Linked DNA regions of Rattus norvegicus: region 2 is linked to region 1. Evidence: chromatin contacts called from public Hi-C data. All regions are on one chromosome and are shown on one strand. The core of a region is the stretch at or near the end of the contact, and the rest is flanking DNA. Distances in the headings are between cores, read along the strand shown. Region 1 has its middle 83 kb from the start of Scand1. Region 2 has its middle 30 kb from the start of Epb41l1.

Region 1 (4,393 bases), core at 1,479-3,978:
TCTTTAAGAGGACCCAGGTTTAATTTTTAGCGCCCACATGGTAGCTCACAACCATATGTAACTCCTGTTCCAGGGGATCCACACACACATACATACATGCAGGCAAAACACCAATGCATATAAAATGCATAGAAATAAATTGTTTAAGAAGTCATCACAAAAAAGAAGCAGCAAATGTGTATCACTGCCATCTCTGGGATCCAGGAATACCAGCTTGCTTGGCTGTTGGGGACCACAGTGGCTGATTCCTTAATGTGTCACTGTAACCACTTATGTGCCTAGCCCTCCCTCATGTCTGAAACTCCCGTGGGCTCACTCCTGGGATCACTCCTCCTCTGCAGGTTCGAAGTCCAGGCATCTTTTACAATGCTAGAGACCTTTGATCAGTTTTCTAGCCCTCCAGTCATTCCCCAGTCTCAGGCTCTGGTTTTCCACTGTAGACGAGTGTGCGTGGCCTTCTCCCAGCTTCCCATCAGGAAGGTCTTTCTGACTGAGTCCCGTTTATGTCTACAACAGAGTCTTCAGCTTAGACAGGCAGAGCGAATCCTAAGCAAGCCCAGTCTCAGCACAGCAGTCGGGGGAGGGCTCGCTCCTACTCTAGATCTCATCAACTTCAACATACAGGTTTCTTTCTTTCCTTAGTAAATAGAAAAGTTCACCCTTTTCACTAAAGGAAGCACGTCATAGCTTTTCTGTGATATCCAATCTGCTAACACCACTAGCATTGCTCTTTGGAACCATTGTTAAATAAGCAATGGGTTTTATGACATTTTATTCTCTGTGTGTGTGTCCTTTTTTTTTTTTAAATAAAGATTTGTTATTTTATTTAGGTAGTAATACTCTATCTGCATGTACACCTGCATGCCAGAAGAGGGCATCAGATCCCATTATAGATGGTTGCGAGCTACCCTGTGGTAGCTGGGGACTGAACTCAAGACCTTTGGAAGAACAGACAGTGCTCTTAACTGCTGAGTTATCTCTCCAGCCTGCGAGTAGGTGTGTTCGTGTGTGTGTGTGTGTGTGTGTGTGTGTGTGTGTGTGTGTGTGTGTTAATGTAAGCTAAAGCGGTCTTTGGATTCCTTCTATTTATAGTTCCAGGCATCTTGTGCTTCCTGATGTTGGTGCTGGGATCCAAACTCTAGTCCACCAATAGAGCAGGTACTAACTGCTGAGCCATTTCTCCAGCCCCAAGGAAAGTGGTGTTGGTGGCGTGTTTTGTGGGGCAGGGGAGTGCTCATTATGCAGGCTTGGCTGACCTGGAACTTGCTGTGTGGTTTGCTAATAGTCTGATAACTGACCAGTGAGTGGAGGCACTAAACAACGGGACACGTCATATCCTGAAAGGATGGTATGGGGCCGAGAAGTATTGCATCATGAACTATGGGCTATGTAAAACTTACACATTGTCTACTCGGGGAATTATCCACTTAGTATTTCTGAGAAGCAGTTCACCTCTAGGTAGTTAAAACTAAAAAGGGAAACCAGGGTCAGGAGAACTACGGTGTAAGCCCTTACCATACATCACCAGCTTGACTGCAATCATCTGCTATAAGGTTTCTGCCCTTGTTCCCACTTCAGCTCTTTCATGGTGCAACTCAAAGCCCTTCAGTAGCTCTCAGTTCTGTCTTACATACATTGATCAGGTCCGACCCTCCTCTCTTCCCTGGCCTTTGCTGTTTGTGGAGTAGGTAAGGCCTATGAGGTCTAGTTTTGTAGTCTGTTAACTGTTTGCTATTCTCTTCTGTTAGGGAGGTTCTTCACCCACACTCTGTGACTGGTTATTCCTTGCCTCCTTAAAGACTTTGTTCCACAGGGCTGGAGAGATGATTCAGTTCAGTTGTCTGTAATTCCAGTTCCAGGGCATCTAAAACTCCCATACAGACACACATGCATACATACAGACAGACAGACACACAGAGAAAGAGACACACACACCGTAGCCAGAAACAGTATGAGAGGGGTGACTTGGGGGAGGGGCTGACTTGCCTTCTCATGGAACAATACTGTGAGGTTGTATTTGAATAGATAAGAGGGAGGCAGTTCTCTGTCTTTCTAGGTAATTAGTTTATAACACCATTTCTAGTGAGACTAGCTGTTCCTAGTGTAGTACGTCAGGCCCTTAGGAGTTTGGCTATAATTATTTATATAATGCATCACAAATTACAGGGTCTGCTAGTGCGGGCTTTTTCTTTTTCACTTTTTTTTTTTTTTCTCTCTCCTGACCTTCTGATCTCTACAAAAGATGTAAGGCGATTTTTTTAAAGCCCCACCCTCACTCCCACCCCGTCCCCCTCCTTCGCCATCGTATTCCACCACTGTTGCAAAGGACACTCCGCCCCTGGCCGGAACCTTGCAGTTGGGGAACCGTAGCTCTCCGGTGGTGTTTGTGGGGACTTCCGGTGCCGCTCCTGTCTGGGCGAGGAGAACTGCCAAGTCAGTTCCGGCATAGGGCGCGTCGAGCTCGGTAGTGCGGCCTTCTTCCACCCGGGCCCTCCACGGCCTCGGCTTGTGCCGGGTGGCCCGTGGGGGGCCCGGGAGCAGCCTCGGTCCCTGTCCTGCGGACGCTAGAAGCCCGAACCCTCGCGGCAGCCACCGCGGGGCCACGCCGCGATTCTGCAGGGACTCTTTTGCCAGCGATGCGCCTGGATGGCGGCAGCCTCTGCGCGCGCCCTCCACTACTCCACCGGCCCCCTACTGTCCAGGTCGGGCCACGGAGAAGCCCCAGCTAGGCCTTCGAGGACATCTCCGGGTGGCGGCGAGCATGGCATGGCGGGAAGAATGGCAACCACCTGACAGCCAAGGCTGGCCCTTCGGGGCTTCTGCGGCCTGAGGCGGCGGGTCTGCGCAAGAACACTCGGCCATCCCAGGGAGGGGTCGGACCCTGAACGAGCGCTCAGAACTGGATGAACAGAGGCCTCGATGGGACTGGACGAAGGTGAGAGGGCCCCGAATAGCGGCGAGAGGAACGATCGATTGTTGGGCCGCGGGTCTTCCTTCCATCCAAGAGAAGCCGGGACGCGACAATCGCCTGTGGCCAATCGGAAACGCTGGCGAAGACTTACCTGCCGCCGTAGAAGGCCTGTGTATATAATATGAAAAAGCTGCTCTCAACCTTTCCCCCGACCCTTTTCAGACTTTTGGCTAAATCTGGTCATGTAGCTGTAGAGATTGCCGACGTAGGGTAGAGGTAGAATACACGCGTGTACCCAGGCGTCATAAAAAGAAGATCGGAGACTCGTCTTCTACAAGTGACTTTGAAGTGGAATTGTTGAGGCCGCCTCTAGAAAGACCCAGGAGCGACACTGGTTCCTGTTTGTTCAGTAGTTTAGAGGACCCAGCAGGAGGAAGAAGAGGTCCCGGAGCCAGATTAGTCGTGTGAAGAAGACGTCTCTCTCTCTCTCTCTCTCTCTCTCTCTCTCTCTCTCTCTCTCTCTCTCTCTCTCTCTCCCTCTCCTATTGTATTGTGTATGCATTTTATTCCTCATTTCTTACCCCCCACCCCACCATGTTTGTGTGTGTGTGTATTTGAGTGTGTTTGAGAATGCCAGGTTTTTTGGAAATGTTTTTCTAGCTGCTCTGAAGTGCCTGACATATTTTATAAGTAGTAGTAAAACCTTTTCTGTAAATACCTTTTCGTTAGGATTCATTTGAAATAGTGTTTGGAGAGGAATAGCCCGACCTCTCCTGAGTTGACCGCATTGTGTTTGTGCCCTGGTTCCCAGAAGGAAATCCAGAGTTCTAAACCATTGTGGTCCGTGTGTGGAAAGGGAACCGCTGTCCGGTTTCGTTTGGCTTTGCTCTGTACATAGTGTATGTAAAGGACAAAGGGGTCCTAATTTACAACATCTAGTCACTCTAGATGTCAAAGAGGTTGCCAGTGTATGACAAAGTAGAATTAGTGGAACAATGCACTTTTTTTTTTTTTTTTTACATTTTGTGTTAAAGAATTTTTTTTCTTTTTTTTTTCTTTTTTTTTTTCTTTTTTTCGGAGCTGGGGACCGAACCGAGGGCCTTGCGCTTGCTAGGCAAGTGCCCTGCCACTGAGCTAAATCCCCAACCCCTGTGTTAAAGAATTTTTAATTACTCTTGTTACATGTGTGCCGTTTACTGGACTGCTGTGTACATAGTGGACAACAGTCCTTATTGAAACATCTGGTCTATCTAGATGTTTAGAAGTGCCCAACGTATGTTAAATGTAGAGGTAGTGAAATACCACTTTGTAAATATCTTTTTGCAAAAACTCATGAATCATTGTCTTTTGGGAGTGGAGTGATGAGCCCCTCCGACCAGTCCGGTTTGGAGGAGGTGCTGGGAGGCAGTGACAGCAGTCATGTAGTAGTGAGTGTTTATGGGACCTTTTCAGATGCCATTTCTATATACTTGCATTTTGTTT
Region 2 (3,759 bases), core at 89-2,588, 53 kb before region 1:
GGGGGATCCCCTTTCCTCAGAGCTTTCATGGGAGGTTTAGAATTTATTCTAAAAACAAAAGAGATGGTGAAGTGTCCAGGTTTGTGTTTTATAAGTCTTCCCTCTGGCTGCCACATGGATAGGTGTCAGGGTGTAATGTGTACAAAGTAACAATATGGTACCAGCACAGGGGAATGCTGGGTAAATACAAGTTTCCGTTTCCTCCTGTCTTTAACAGGCTCCTCATCCCTGGCCAGGCCAGGAATATCGTCTTCTTCTTCTTTTTTTTTTTTTTTAATATATTATTTATTTAATGTATGTGAGGATACTGTAGCTGTCTTCAGACACACCAGAAGAGGGCATCAGATCCCATTACAGATGGTTGTGAGCCACCATGTGGTTCCTGGGAATTGAACTCAGGACCTCTGGAAGAGCAGTCAATTCTCTTAACCACTTAGCCATCCCTCCAGCCCCAAATATCGTCTTCTAATCCCCATTTCTTCTTCCAACCTATACATGTCAAACCCAAATTTTCTGAGGACAGGAGAGGCAATCTGTATACTCTTCCTTGTCAGAGAAACTGTGGTCCAGGGAGGGGGCCCAGCTTACTTGGGGACTGCAGCCGAGATGAGCTGTTCTCCCCTCCCCCTAAACTGCCCACTGGGTTGTTGACTGCAGATCAAGACCTGGCACCCATGAGAATGCTGGGAAAGCCAGGCTCTTGGCAATCTTGAGCTGGGTAAGTGAGTAGGGGTGGGGCCTAGGGAGAGCCCTCCCACCCTGTACACAGAGCGCTTTTGAGAGGGCAACAGGACTAAAAGAAGCTACTTCCCAAAGACACTTAATGCTCACTAGGACATTAGCTAATCCTACAATCTGCCGGAAGCCAGTGAGATATGAAGCCTTTGTTGTCTTATTGGAAACCTCGGACCATCAAACACTTCACAGCTTGTCCAAGACCAGAGAGAGGCAAGGCAAAGCTCTAGCTAGAATAACAGAATGACAAGATCACTGAGGCCAAAGGCACACAGATGAGGAAACTCACCTCCAAAAAAATGACTAGACTTACCCACAGTGATGGGGCTGAGGAAGTGCCCAGCCCCGGTGGAGAAGGTAGCTGAGGGGAGGTTGGGATCGGGGGTTGTGGGGGGGGGGGTGTCAAGGGCAGGGCAGCATTGCTTCCTCTGGCCTGGCCTGCCCCAGCCACAACCTCCAATTGCCCACGGGTGTGGTGAAACCTGCCAAACCGGTCCCGTTGTCAGGGCCAAAGCCCAGATCAGCAGGAGCAGGTAAGGCAGCAGACAGCAGGAGCCTGGGACCGGAAAGACAGAGAGGCTCCTCCCAATCTGCCAGCCCAGCCCCAAGGTCTTTCACTGCCTGGGGTCAGGTTGGTGCTCACCTCACCGCTGAGCTTCCTAACACTGGAATGCTGTGTATCAGGACTAACCAGGGCCGCCCTCCATGCCCCTCCCCTTGGGACAGTCAACCTACTGTCTAGCTGTGTCACTATGCAGGAAAGCAGAGGTTCGTCTGACAAACAAGACAGAAGGCAGGGAAGGTGGTAAAATGACAGGAACCACCCGAGAGCCTATGGAACCAAGAAGCCCCTGCTAGGCAAGAAAGGCTTTGTTAAAAGGCTGGGCTCCTGTGAACATGTGTGTCTCACAGATTCGAGGGGCCGTCTCCCATCTCAACCCAAATCTTCATACAGAAGATTGAGAAGACCTGAGACAAGCATTGACTGGTCTAAGGTCACACACCAAGACCATGGCAGAGATGGGACCACAGCCTAAGACTGACTTCCCAGGACTCCCCAACTCTCACAGGAGAGGTATTTTTCTAAATTCAAAAATCGCCCTTCGCACCACAGAACCAAGAGACCCCTTCCTCACTATCCCTGGAAGCTCTATTCATTTTACCACCCAGGCCTTGCCAGTCCCTGAGGGTTACTGCTGTACAAAAATACCATCCACAGCTGGCTTTGCGCCTCCCGCTTCCAAAGACTAGGATGTCTGAGATCAAGGTGGCAGCAGATGTAGTGTCTGCTAAGAACTCTACTTTCTGGCACTTTCTGGCACCTTCCAGCATGTCCCCACATGACAGAAGAACAGGCAGGCTCTCCAGGATCTTTCCTAAGAGCAGGCAAGCATGCTGTTCACAGGGGAGGAGACTTCACCCTCAAAAGCCCCACCTTAAAACCAGCACCCAGAGGTACCATGCCAGCACTTGACTCCTGGGGACATAAATACAGCATGTTTACTCATTCGATCACTTCCTACACTCCGGCATACAGGACGCTCACGTGTGGTAAAAGCTCAAGGAACATGCGTGCGTGTGACTTAAAGCTCAGCGAAGGAGCAGCCGGAGACGGGGTCCTTTCCTAGGCACAGCTATGGGGTTTGGAGTGGGAAAGCAGGAAGCAGATAAGAAGAAGTTTGAATCTAGGTGTTGAAAGATACCTCACTAGGAAACAAACAGAGACACCCTGGGCTCAGAGCTCCCAAGGTCCAGGAAAGCCGGCTGCCCCAACCACACTGAACTTCCGGCCTGTGTGTGCTTCTGTTCTGTGGTACTCACTCACTCTCCAACATTCACAGGGTGAAAACCACCCTGCCCTGTGGAGCTCCCACTGGCAGGTCCCTTAGCCCCTTGACAGGAGTTTTCAAGGCAGGGAGACCCAAGCTGAAACCATGAGGAGCCACTGTACAACGGAGATGCTGCAGCCTCCCGGTTCCCTTAAGGACTGACTCTTCAGAAAGGCATGGACCGTGATGGATTGGCACTTGATCTGTGAACTGCCAAGTGCCAAACACATGAAATTACAAACAATAGCACGGCCATCACTGGCCTCACTGGCCCCCCCAGATCCTCATATCTAAATATCAATCACCATCACGGTTCTAACTACACAGTAGTATGACTCACTCACTGTGCGCCAGGCACAGTATTAAAGAGAGGCAGCACAAGAAGGAGTAGTTCAGAGAGAGGGAGAGAGGGAGAGAGAGCGAGAGAGCCAGAGCGAAAGGAGGCAACAAGCTAGACACGGGTGAAGACAGAATAAGTCAGAGAATGAGAAGGCTCCAGAAGATTACAAAAGATTGCCAGAGTTAGTATGAGGCCAAGCACAGCAATTCAGTCAGAAACTAAGAGAAGCCAGATTGAATTAGTCAGTTTGGAGAAGAGTTTGAGTCAGAACAGCCGAGTTGAACCAGCCAGCCAGAGTTCAGAAAGAGCTAAAAAGGGTGAGCTTATTCAGCAGTGAGTCTCAGAGGCTTACTAGGTCTAGGTAAGATTGATCAGAGGCTGGAAGCCTCCAGGACTGGGCTTAGGTTAACAGACTGAGGCTGTAAGCCTTGGAGACTGACAACTGCATCAGGTAAATAGTAGTTTTACAGTTGCCTATGCTCTCACGGAAGTGAAGATCACCGACTCCATTTCACAGATGCGCCAATTAAGGCACAGAGGGAAAAAGCATCTCACAGAAACTCCCAGTAGCAGAATGAGGTCCCCACTCAGGCCTGAGTCTGGATGGAGCACAAGGTCCATAATCCACTGCTCAAGAAGCAGCACACCAATTCGTTGAAGTAACTCCCTCAAGCATGATGTATCTCTGAGTTAATGTGGTCACCTCACTGACTCTTGCAATAGTAACTACTAGAAAGGGGACACAACTGGGTAGGTGGGGCCAGTCCCCTGTTCACCAGACCCGCCACGTGGCTACGCTTTCTCTCCGTTCAGGCCCAGTTAGCTGTCTTCCTCCTGGGCAGTAGTTACCTTGCT

What was found. A called contact is a pair of places that touch in the nucleus more often than the background predicts.
Region 2: a contact with region 1 is called in a Hi-C map of liver, with 2.5 times the contacts expected there. The contact joins two enhancer-like sites. A contact is called at or near these places in 3 of 12 Hi-C or Micro-C datasets (liver and mammary epithelial cells).

Annotation. Positions count from the first base shown.
Region 1 is chr3:165,359,971-165,364,363 of GRCr8, reverse strand. No RefSeq gene overlaps it. Among named protein-coding and RNA genes, the nearest start is that of Scand1, 83 kb to the right of the region's middle. Within about 2 kb of position 2,728, at least 92 of the 93 cell types and tissues checked have an H3K27ac peak or open chromatin away from gene starts, as enhancers often do. A contact at or near this core is called in liver, where this site is marked.
Region 2 is chr3:165,412,555-165,416,313 of GRCr8, reverse strand. It overlaps a transcript of Epb41l1 not described here. Among named protein-coding and RNA genes, the nearest start is that of Epb41l1, 30 kb to the left of the region's middle. Within about 2 kb of position 1,338, at least 10 of the 93 cell types and tissues checked have an H3K27ac peak or open chromatin away from gene starts, as enhancers often do. A contact at or near this core is called in liver, where this site is marked.